Regions from separate parts of the Oryza sativa genome. Here region 2 is linked to region 1. The links are chromatin contacts, called in public HiCAR-type maps. All regions are on one chromosome and are shown on one strand. Each heading gives the region's core, a stretch centred on a gene start, on an enhancer-like site or on the middle of the called end of the contact. The rest is flanking DNA. Distances are from core to core; before and after follow the strand shown. Region 1 holds the start of LOC9268635. Region 2 holds the start of LOC107280899 (protein ETHYLENE-INSENSITIVE 3-like 2).

Evidence for each region. HiCAR-type assays count read pairs that join an accessible place to other places.
Region 2: a contact with region 1 is called in a HiCAR-type map of leaf, with 2.1 times the contacts expected there. The contact joins the promoter of LOC107280899 here to the promoter of LOC9268635 in region 1. A contact is called at or near these places in 1 of 15 Hi-C or Micro-C datasets (seedling) and 2 of 4 datasets of contacts at active chromatin or transcription factors (both in leaf).

What each region holds. Positions count from the first base shown.
Region 1 is chr5:1,563,539-1,569,163 of ASM3414082v1, reverse strand. It overlaps LOC9268635, which reads right to left and starts at 2,489. Exons shown (of 3, transcript XM_015782028.3): 1 at 2,202-2,489; 2 at 1,748-2,112. The coding sequence starts at 2,363.
Region 2 is chr5:1,734,613-1,740,237 of ASM3414082v1, reverse strand. LOC107280899 (protein ETHYLENE-INSENSITIVE 3-like 2) reads left to right here and starts at 3,190. Exons shown (of 2, transcript XM_015783014.1): 1 at 3,190-3,339; 2 at 3,444-3,659. The coding sequence starts at 3,190. The coding sequence ends at 3,659. It overlaps LOC4337701 (homeobox protein knotted-1-like 10), which reads left to right. Exons shown (of 5, transcript NM_001420127.1): 4 at 1,485-1,735; 5 at 1,823-2,424. The coding sequence ends at 2,014.

The DNA of each region.
Region 1 (5,625 bases), core at 1,240-3,739:
TGTTCTTGAAGATGAAATTTTTATGTCAACTAAGTGCAGTAAGCTTTAATTTAAAAGGAGTAATACATTTTGTTCAGGTGCTCTCATAGTCATAAGTATGCCTGACTTTACTACAGGCTATACAAAAAATACCTAAGAACTAAGGGCCCCAACCACTGTAAGTAAACAAGTAAACACAGCACCACAATACATCTATTCTGAATGCTGAAATTAATGACAATTGTCTATCTCTGATGGTGGACATTAAATCATCCCACAACAATAAAGCCCAATCACCAAAATCTATGCATGCCTCTGAGCACTCTGATATCCATCCTATTTGTAATCTGTGGACTTAGTACACAAGCTAATTATGCTCAGGAACCCAACATTCTAGAAGTTAAACCCTCCAAGATCCGTTTTGAATAGGACCCCTAATTGCAGCAAAATATAAGCTATGAACGTAGTAATAATTTTCCATCACATAACAGCATCTGCGAGAAGGCAATTGTCAACTGTCACACCAGCTATCATTAGATGACAAAGTGGAAATAATACTTTTTTTTGTCAGCAAGTACATTAGCTGACGAATATTGACATATTGGTTACAAACAGTACCAGAAAAGGCAAACAGGGTGCACAAAAATATTAAAATGCTACTTTATTTTAATGTTTATACATTATACAGTAGTAGCTCCGTAGCTGCAATGTCAGAAAGTGTTTATTGAGAAGGATTCTTTATGAAGCTGGAAAGGTTGTAAAGGTAGAATTTATTATTATCTCAAACAAACCATAACACAAGAGGACACTAGCAGCATGCTGAGCTGGATGTAGATCGGATTTCTCAACACGTGGAACAGTTTATGCAGTTTACAATAAATACAGACCATAAAAGCATTCCTCCGTTACTGAAATAATCTATTTCCAACTACACATAAATGATGCATGGAGCTCAAGGTTAACGCTAAATACGAAGTTTACATCAGGCTACATGGAGCCACACCAAAGAGCTAGGGTTCAGTCATATCAGTTATCGTTCAAAATTAGATTAAGCACCAAGAGGCTATACTCAACAGAAGTAATGAAGTATGGATTGAAGCACACTAATGCTTGCACATTTTTATGCCATCTCAATGGAGCAAACATACAGGAAAATGTGAAGTGGCATAACCCATGAGGACATCAGGCAAGCTAAGCAACTATTGCAATGTCCTCACCTTCTCTCATGTCTCCTCTCGTGTACTACCCTCAATCTTCCTCTCCTCTCAACCTTCCTCCCCTTTACTCCGTCTTCCCTACCATTACATTGTGCTATACATTAACTAATCAGCAATTGCAATGAGGCCGCTGGTTCACTGCATGACAGAATAACGTCTAGAACATAAAGGTCGCTATGAGGTTACTCGTCTGGAGCATGACAGAATAAAATCTAGAGCGACAGGATTATCTACAATGGCAGGCTAAAATTAGATTATGTACAATGTCAGGCTGGAATCTAGAGCAACATGATTATCTAAGAATCAATGGCAGGCTAAAATTAGATTATCTACAATGGCAGTCTAGAACTAGTAGGTGCATGCTATGAGGCAAGAAGAGCTGGTTACCAAGGGTGCTACTGCTACTGCCTAACCTCGCAGACTCGCTCACCAAGATCACAAATACACAACAAATTAACAGCAATGCCAATTTTTACAAGGAACTCTAAGCAATAATCTGTTTGATTTGAATCGATTTGAATAGAAAAAAAAGGGAGAAAAATCTGTCTCACCCAGTGGCGTCGAGGACATCCCTAGAGATCTTCATCTTCTTGGTGGCGCCCCTGTAGAGGTCCTCAAGGCTGCAAGCCAGCTGCCGCTCGATCGCCGGAGCTTTCGTCGCCGACGTCTCCCCTGCCCGGGGGGACCCACCGAACCCCGGGAACCCGGCGCCGGGGGCGCGTGGCCCCGCGCCGCCGAATGCGCCCCCGAACATCTCCGAGAAGATCTCCTCGGCGCTCCTCGGGCTGAAGCGGAAGCCTCCTCCGCCGCCGTGGGAGGAGGAGGAGGAGGTGGTCGGCGGCGGCGCCGCGCCGGCCTTGAGGCCTTCCTCGCCGAACTGGTCGTAGATGGCGCGCTTCTGCGGGTCGCTGAGCACCTGCACGGCGGCGGAGGAGGAGGAGGTGGGTGAGTGAGAAAGGTGGAGTGCGGCGGCGGCGGCGATGGAGGAAGGGGAGGTGTACGGACGTCGTAGGCCTCGGAGACTTGCTTGAAGAGGGAGTCGTCGGCGTGCGGCGAGCGGTTCTTGTCGGGGTGGTGCTTCATGGCGAGGCGGCGGTAGGATCTCTTGAGCTCCTCGTCGGTGGCGCCGCGGCCCACGCCGAGCACCTTGTAGTAGTCCAGCCCCATCGCTCGCTGCTGGGCTTCGATCGATTCGACGGCGGCGGCGGCGGCGGCGGCGGCGACGGCGAGATGGGTAGAAGAAGAAGAGGGTTATCGTGGGTTGCTTTCTTCCTCGATGAGATGGTTTTTATCGCTTTTTTTTTTCGTTCGAGAAAAGATAAATTTGTAGTAGTCTGTTTTGATTTGATACTCCACCGTTTTTAGCCATTAACGTAGGTATTTATATAAATTAATTAATGAAGATAATGTAACGGGACATCATCGATGGTAGAAGTTTGTTACGACTTTGTAAGCTGTATACAAAACTACTGCCTCCATCTCTCTTTTTTTAACATAAAAGAAACGCATTACAAACTCATCCTATAAGTGCACACGCCACCCCTATAATTATCTCCCTTCTTAAATATAAGTATTTTGGTATGGACAGAATATTAAGAAACTAGGTGAAAATAATCTAATGAAAGTTGTGATTTGTTGATAAAAATAAAGTGGGTGAATAAATTAAATAAAGAATGTTTGGGATTCATTTTGATGAAAAACATCTCATTTTGGGACCGAGTGTTGTGTTGAAAATAACTTTATTTTAGGACAAAAGTTGTAGTATACTCTTGCTATGAAAAAAAAATCCTAACTATATATATAGTGTATGTCCAGACACATAGCTAGGATTTGGTTTCTTTAATGGAGGAAGTAGGTTACAATGATGGATTAGTACATATTAAATGTCTATATTTATATGATAATATCTGCTTAGAATTTTAAAATATTAGGAAATAACAAAATAAATTATCTGTTCTTAAAAAAATTGCTCTTATCAAACAATGTAAAGAGTTGTCTGTGGATTATTTCAGAAAAAAAAAAGAATCATTTTATCACCACTTGATTTGTTTCTCTTCTCTAACCGCAATTGTGGACCATTGACTTGGAACCAACAAAAAGCATTCATCATAATTTACTTAGTCTTTATTTTCTACCATCCTTTTTCTTCAGTCTTGGAAGCAATGTCAAACAACTTCACTTGTTTCACTATTTCTGTTTGAACCTGAACGAAACCAAATTTGATCAAAAGAACCCAAATAGGAGTGCTCTTTATTATTTGCCATGGACTCTCAAGTCAAATTTGAGGAAGTGGAACAGAGAGATAGGCAATTGAACTATCTATACAACACATCTCAAAAAAAAAAAGGAACTATCTATATGGGCCTGTTCACTTTGATGTCATTTTCAACCTTACCAAATTTTGGTAAAGTTGCCAAAAAAAGTGGCTACATTTAGTTTGCTGCCAAATTTTGGTAACTATATAAGAAATCCTGCCTGCCAAAATTTTGACACAGTTACCAAAATTTCGGCAATGCTAAAATTTGGTATGGTTTTTTTGGCATCAAAGTGAACAGGCCCTATACAACATGGACCCAAATGGCCCACTGGGCACAGTCATCTGTAGGCCTTGAACATCATCAGCCCAGTCCAAAAATCATGGCCCATAAGGCCATAAGAAACCCACTTAGAAATTAACGCTTAATCTATTACTCTATATTATATTATATATATGCTATAAAATTTGCAAGATCCTTTCAAGACAATTTTTTAAAGTCTGCAGGAACATCATGTATAAGTATAAGTATGATGAAAAAACATATGATTAAGAGAAAAATTGCAGCTAGAAACAATATTCGGTAAGAAAGAAAAAGATTAATAAAACAAACACTTTTGAGCTGGAAAAAGACATCTCCAGAATTCAGATAACCTTCACTTATAATCCATCAAATCAAACTAATCGAGGGGACGAAGTTTCGGTTTTGGCTATTCAAATGCGTCCATCAGCAAAAGCAGAATCATGAGCTCACGACAATGGAAAGGCATAAGTTTCGTCAAAGCTCATTTTTCACAACCGCTTTTGAGCTTTCTGCTGAATAACTTTTGGCCGCCTCAAGTCGGCTGCATTATTTCACTTGACATGCCCAGCTGTTTCTTACTCATCTTGCTAGTAGCTCTGTGTAAAGTGGAGGCTAATTTGCAAGCTAAAAAAGATTCATATTATATACTGCAATCCAGCATGGCTGCAGTGCTGCTTGCAAAGAAAAGGTCATGTGTTCCCATACCTTGACAATAGATTAATTAATTAAGGTGAGTGCCAAATGGAAAGTGACATGGTTGGTGATGGCAAAACCAAGCTGATTGATCATATGTCCTGACAGTGATATTGTCAGTAGTGATTCATCAGAGATTAGCATTTTGTTGTTTGTGGGTTTTGCAGGTTCAGTGATCCATAATCTGATGAGACTGTTTTTCTCCAGACCAAGCTGATTGATCATATGTCCTGACAGTGATATTATCAGCTGCGGTTCATGCCGTTCATCAGAGATTAAGCATTTTGTTGTTTGTGATTTTTGCAGGTTCAGTGAGCCATAATCTGAAGAGACTGTTTTTCTGCAGTATATCTCTGCTTTTTTGTGGAACAGGATTACAGGAGGGAGTGCTATTAAGGCACAAGCTTTTGCGTACTCAAATCGAATGATTGTTCTTCCTCAATCATTAGATACTAACCTTTACTACATTTCACTGACAAACATACTACCAGCTTTAGCTTTCTGAAAATTTCAACACTGTGCATCTTCTTTGACCTGCTCCACTATCCATTTCAAGATATATTGAGTCTTTAAGAAAAACAAAAGATGTTCTTTTTCCTTTTCTTTTCAAGCATGATGGGCATGAAATGTGGGGATACCTACATTAGATAGAGTAGATAGATAGTATAACTGAAGCTGAAATGCAATTTAAAGCAACAAGACGAAGGATTTGTTTCACCAACCATATGGATGCGGCCATTTTCTTCTCCTCTAATGTTCCTGTATGGACAAAATGCAATTTAAATGCAATGTTGTGTAAGGTAGGAGTAGGACCATAATGTACTATGTCAGGGACAAAGATCACAGTAATTAAATCCCTATGCATTTGTACTAATATAATATACTACTACCTCTCTATGAAATGTGGAGATAGCATTTGTCGGCACTACTGTTTACTAGGGCCTAATGGCGCTAATGTAATCCCTAATAGAACTATTCTCTGAAGATTAGTAGGAGCTTTGTCACTCTAAATGTACAGCATCTTCTTGAGTTAGAGTGTCCTAACAAATTCAGCTCACAATTGATTAATGGCATTTGCTCTCTTGCTGAATTATGGTCTTCCCATCATGATTAGTGTGGGTTGCATAAGGATCAAGGAAGAAGAGTACATATTGATCATGGAAGAGTACAGGATCCAC
Region 2 (5,625 bases), core at 1,941-4,440, 170 kb before region 1:
TTGTTTTTAATTAATTGGGTGGTCTACTTAATTATGGTGTCCCTTCCAGCAATAGTTATTAGGGCATCATGTTTGCAAGCAGGTGACATACAATTCACTGCTAAAGCATAAATCACAATATATAGTTGAAATGTAAGTACTCTCCAACCTTTTCTTACAATGCATATTTCGATCAGATATGTGTGATATAAGAAGATTATATGGTTGAGTGAATTGTAGAAGGAAATAATCATGATATCCTTGTTAATGCCCTGTGGTATTAGAGACCAAAGTTAGTGACGCAGTGTGAGTGCTTACTTGTGAATGTTGTAGAGAAAGGGAAGATAACTGAGGGGAAAGTAAAGTAATTAACTTTGCATGCCTGGCTTATATTTTGAAACAGAACCACAAAAATTGTACTTCTGATTTGAAGCTGGAGGGGAGCAGTTCTTATGTTACATTTGATATCACTTGACCAAAATGGTTCTAGCCTTAAAAATATTGCATGAGTTACTACACTGAATTGAATGAAATGAGACCATGTAGCTTGTAGATCTCAAGTAAAGATATCATGAATCCATGGCATAACTTCAGTAGCTTCATACAGGAATCATGGACTACCATTGCAAGCAGAACTAAATGTCCTGATGCACATTTTATGGTCGAAAAGAATAATTCTTGATAATTGTTAAAGGGTGCGCTAAGCTAATACTATGACCTGAAAGATGGTTTGGCATGGAACACTGCATATTTAATGGAAATGAGCAAAAAAGATTGACATTGATAAAATGGTAACTTAAAATGGGTGATGGAGGATTACGATGGACAGGGGCACAGTGCATTATCTGTGTCGTTTTCATTCAAATGTTTGTATTTATAAGACTTAATGATCATGTTGCGGGAATTGCATTCTTATATTCTAAAGTATTCCCACACTGCGCAGTTCTGGTGATGGATTGTACTTCATTTTTTTAGTGTTTGTTCAATTGTATTAAACTGGTTTTGATCCTATTTTAGACAAGCTGCTGCATATTCCATTGACTCACCGTGTCAAGTCATAAAAGAAAATATTATCCAACATTTACGCACCGCAAATCGTAGAGAATATGTGGATATTCAGCAATGTAACATCTGACTACATTTGTTTCTGATAATATCTTGTCCAATATAGTGTAAGGCAAAAAAAAAAAAAATCAGCACTTAAGTAACTCTGTTTGCCTATTCATGAGATAACTTAAGAAGCATTCTGTCTGTAGCCTCCCTAAACAGCCTGTTATTAGTAATTAGTAAGTCTGATAGTTCATTGGTTATGGCACTGCAAACAGCCGATTCTCTGGAATCTCTTCATTATCTTGCTTACTGATGATTGGGCTCTTGTTCGGTTTGTGAAGAGACTGCTGCTTTTCATGGTTAATGTTGTAATCCTGCCACATAATCTGAGCTTAATTTTATACATGACATTTTATTTCAAACTGCCCCTGATTTGTAACATGTCTATATGCAAGATGAAATGGTGGGGTCTTCAGAGGATGAGCCGTGCTCAGGAGACGCCGATGCAGCAGATTTTGGGCAAGAACACAGCTCCCGCTTGGCTGACCATGAGCTCAAAGAGATGTTGCTCAAGAAGTACAGTGGCTGCCTCAGCCGCCTCCGGTCCGAGTTCTTGAAGAAGAGGAAGAAAGGGAAACTACCGAAAGACGCGCGATCGGCACTTATGGACTGGTGGAACACACATTACCGTTGGCCTTACCCCACGGTAATGTCGCGAAAACGCCTTTTCGACACACAAAAGCCTCTAACCCACACTGACCTGGGACTCTGTCTTCCAATTGATCTTTCACAGGAAGAGGATAAGGTGAGGCTGGCCGCGATGACTGGCCTCGACCCGAAGCAGATCAACAACTGGTTCATCAACCAGAGGAAGAGGCACTGGAAGCCATCGGAGGACATGCGGTTCGCGCTCATGGAGGGGGTCACCGGAGGATCCTCCTCCGGGACGACACTGTACTTCGACACCGGCACAATTGGTCCATGATCAGATTGCACTCCAAATTAAATGTAGCACCTTGCAACAGACATTGGCAGGTATTACCTGCTGCTACACCCTCTGTGAGGAGCAAGGGATGATCATATATTAAAAGGAAAAAAAGATGAAATCAATCAATAACCTCATCATTTTGTCGAAATTATTGTGTATATGGTGTTGTAAGAGGGAGTTGGGATGACCTGTAAAAACTTGCCTGCATTCAGCTACCATAACATTAATTAATTGTTTGTATCCCTGACAACTGCATCCCCAGTTAAAACCATTTTAGACAGGAAAGAGTGAACTATGAGTAATAGTAACATGTAGCAATAATAAAGATACTTATTTTTTCCCTTGCATTTCATATTGCTGCCAATTGTTGGCATGCACATGTGTGATGTCTGTGTCTAATTGTGACCAATTTTAGCACTTAATATTGTTGAATGTTGATAAGAAGTTTGTGTTCGGGTGGCAGCTCAGGATATGCACAAGTTAGCTTCATCTTGTGGTTATATCCTTCATGTCAATCATCAACTGGAGTAAAAGAGACTAGTACTTCCCTTCGTAACAACAAGAAGAAGCAAGAATTGTTCACAATTTCATTTTTGAAGACTAATTATGAATCTGGGCAGTTCTTGGATTTCAAGTTGAGGCCCAGCTAGAGATGTCTGCAATGAGCCCATCATTCAGAACACACATGGCAGCCCAGGTCCATTAATCAGGTGGGCTGGCTGTTCATACCGGAGTATGCATGCAAGTTAACAAAAGGAATAAGTTCATCTGAGGTCCCTTACCTTATCGACGAATCCTATTTTCATCCTTCAACCATAAAACCAGTTACAACGTGTCCCTCAACTGCCAAAACACCATGAGGTCCCTCGGCGGTTTGGACGGTGGTTTTGGCTGACGTGGCGCATACGTGGCTAATTTGACTCGGTCTCTATCTGATGTGGCAATTTGATCTAAGAAAAACAAAACCTTGTGGGACCCACATATCAGTTTAACACATAAATTAATTTAAAAATTTTGGGGCTCAGGCGTGCGGCCCCGTCGGCGGCAACTTCAAGGGCTCTTACCTCACCATGCTCAGCTCGGGGGGACTCGTCTTCGGTATCATCAACATCGTCGGCAACTTCGGAACGGTCTTCGTCGACAACGTACGTACCTAGCTAGCAGTAGTAATGATGGAGGTGTGCAACGCGCAGGGGTTCGTGTACGGCATCATCCCGGAGAAGGGCAAGCCGGTGAGCAGCGCCTCCGACAACGTCCGCTCCTGGTGGAAGGAGAAGGTCCGCTTCGACAGCAACGGCCTGGCCGCCATCGCCAAGTACCAGGCCGACCACGCCATGCCGGGGACGCGACGACGACGTCGGCGCCGCACTTCCTACACGAGTTGCAGTACACCACGCTGGGTTCGTTGCTCTCGGCGCTCACGCAGCACTACGACCCGCCGCAGCGCCGCTTTCCGCTTGAGAAGGGCGTGCCGCCGCCGTGGTGGCCGGAGGGGACAGAGGCGTGGTGGCCCGAGTCCGTCATGCCCTCACCATCGTGGCCCCCGCCCTCGTTTCCACCATCCTCCACGCCGCCCTCCGACCTCGACGGCATCCTCTCCCGCCGGCGCCGCCGCACGCCGCTCCCTCTCCATCGCGCCTGAGAGGAGAGGGGAGAGAGAGAGAGAGGAAGAGAGGTGAGATGGGGAAAGATGAGGAAGAAGAGGATGGGTGAGAATGACACGTGGGGCCCACCATTTTTTATTAATTTGTGTGTGAAACTATTGACGAAAAAATCAAACACACCGGCCTGGGAGATCTGCTTAGCTCCAGTGCAGGTCCAAAGATTAATGAGATACGGGCGTGCCAGTCAGTTTGACCCTGCAACTGACAAGATGTGCAAATAGTAGATCAAAACAGCCGATCGGCCGACAAGCCGATCGAGTAGTTCCAGCTGATAGCCGATAATAGCCGATGCCGATACCATCCGATAGCGATAGGGTTTAAGCAATCGGCTATATGTCCAATATAGATAATGATATAAAGGCAATCGGCTGATGACGATAAAATATAACAATAATATAGTTCAGTAGAAACCAATCGGCTAGCAATGATATGATAAAATAAGCACTGATCCAAAGGTTAAAGCGTACATCGACCGGAGGTCCGATGCCATAAAATCCACAGATTAGATTAAACTGTGAAACCTTTGTTGCAATCGGCTAGATCCAACTTGTATATATATGTAATCCTTATGAGCCGATGCAACGTCCAGATAACTTATCGGCTAGCACCCCGATAAAACATTAGTACGACCGATCTGTGACAGTCCGTGACCGGTCGAATGACCGATGGAACGGCGGCTGTGTACCCTCGCCTGATCAGTTTGTCAGGCGGCGTGCGGCGTGCTCCATCCCATCCCATCATAATAATGAGGGGCTTCACAGCCTCTTACCCCAGTTAGAGCTGGTCCAACCACTCTGAACTGACCCGGGTTCCCGTTTCCTGGTGCGAACGGGAACCCGGAAGTCCTCATCCATTGAATGGCGAATGACAAGGGCGCCCTGCATGATTTGATGGGCCCCGCGCAGCATACGACGTGCAAATAGCTTCTGGGCTAAGGCACAAGACATGCAACTAATATAGAGAATATTTTCCCTTCTCCCTAGTTAGCACTCGCAGCACTTGTGGTATCCCCTTGGAGTATAAAAGGAGGACCATACCTAGCGGGAAGGGGGGAGGGATCGAACTTCGGATCGAACTCTGGATCCCCGAGCAAAAGCTTCTCTAACCCTAGCTTATATATCGGAGATTCGGAGGCTTTGCAAGCGTAGAAGAATCATCATACACACAGGAGTAGGGTATTACGCTTCATAGGGGTCCGAACCTGTATAAATCCCTTGTGTCTCTTTTGTCTCGAAAACCTCGGATTTCACCCGCTGCCCCCGGCCGAACTCACAAAAGGGGATCTCTCGATCACCCGCTAGAGAGGGTCACTCCCCGACAGGCGGTGAGGCGGTGGCGGCCACGACGCGGCGATGGGGGACGAGACGGCGGCGGCGGGCAACGAGGCGACGACACTGGATAAGGGAGACGCTCTGTATTCGTCGACTCGCCTTCGCCTCCTAGCCCTGCGGGTCTCCTCGACTCCTCCTCTGCTTTCTGCCGAATCCGCTGACCGCGGCCTCTCTGAACTCATCGTTCACCTGCACCGCAGCGGGTTCCCTGCTCCCTCACTGTGGTCTCCCTCGACTGATCATGCGCGTTGCCTCACCGTGATCACACCGCCGTGTCGCCGGATTGGGGAAGAAAAGGAGGCGGGAAGATTGGGGAGGAGGAGAAGGAGACGTGGGTCCCAGCCGTGCTCCTCGGCCACGTGGGGCCGTCGAGGGCGGCGGGGAGGCCGGCGGCAAGAGACAGGGAGGTAGGAAGCGGGGTTGGCGAGGAGGACGGGGAGGTCGGCGAGCCGTTCTGCTCCGCTCGGCGCCGTAGTAGTAGATACTCCCTCCGTATTTTAATGTATGACGCCATTGACTTTTTAATCAACGTTTGACCATTCGTTTTATTTAAATTTTTTGTGTAAATATGAAAATATTTATATTGTGCTTAAAGAACATTTGATGATGAATC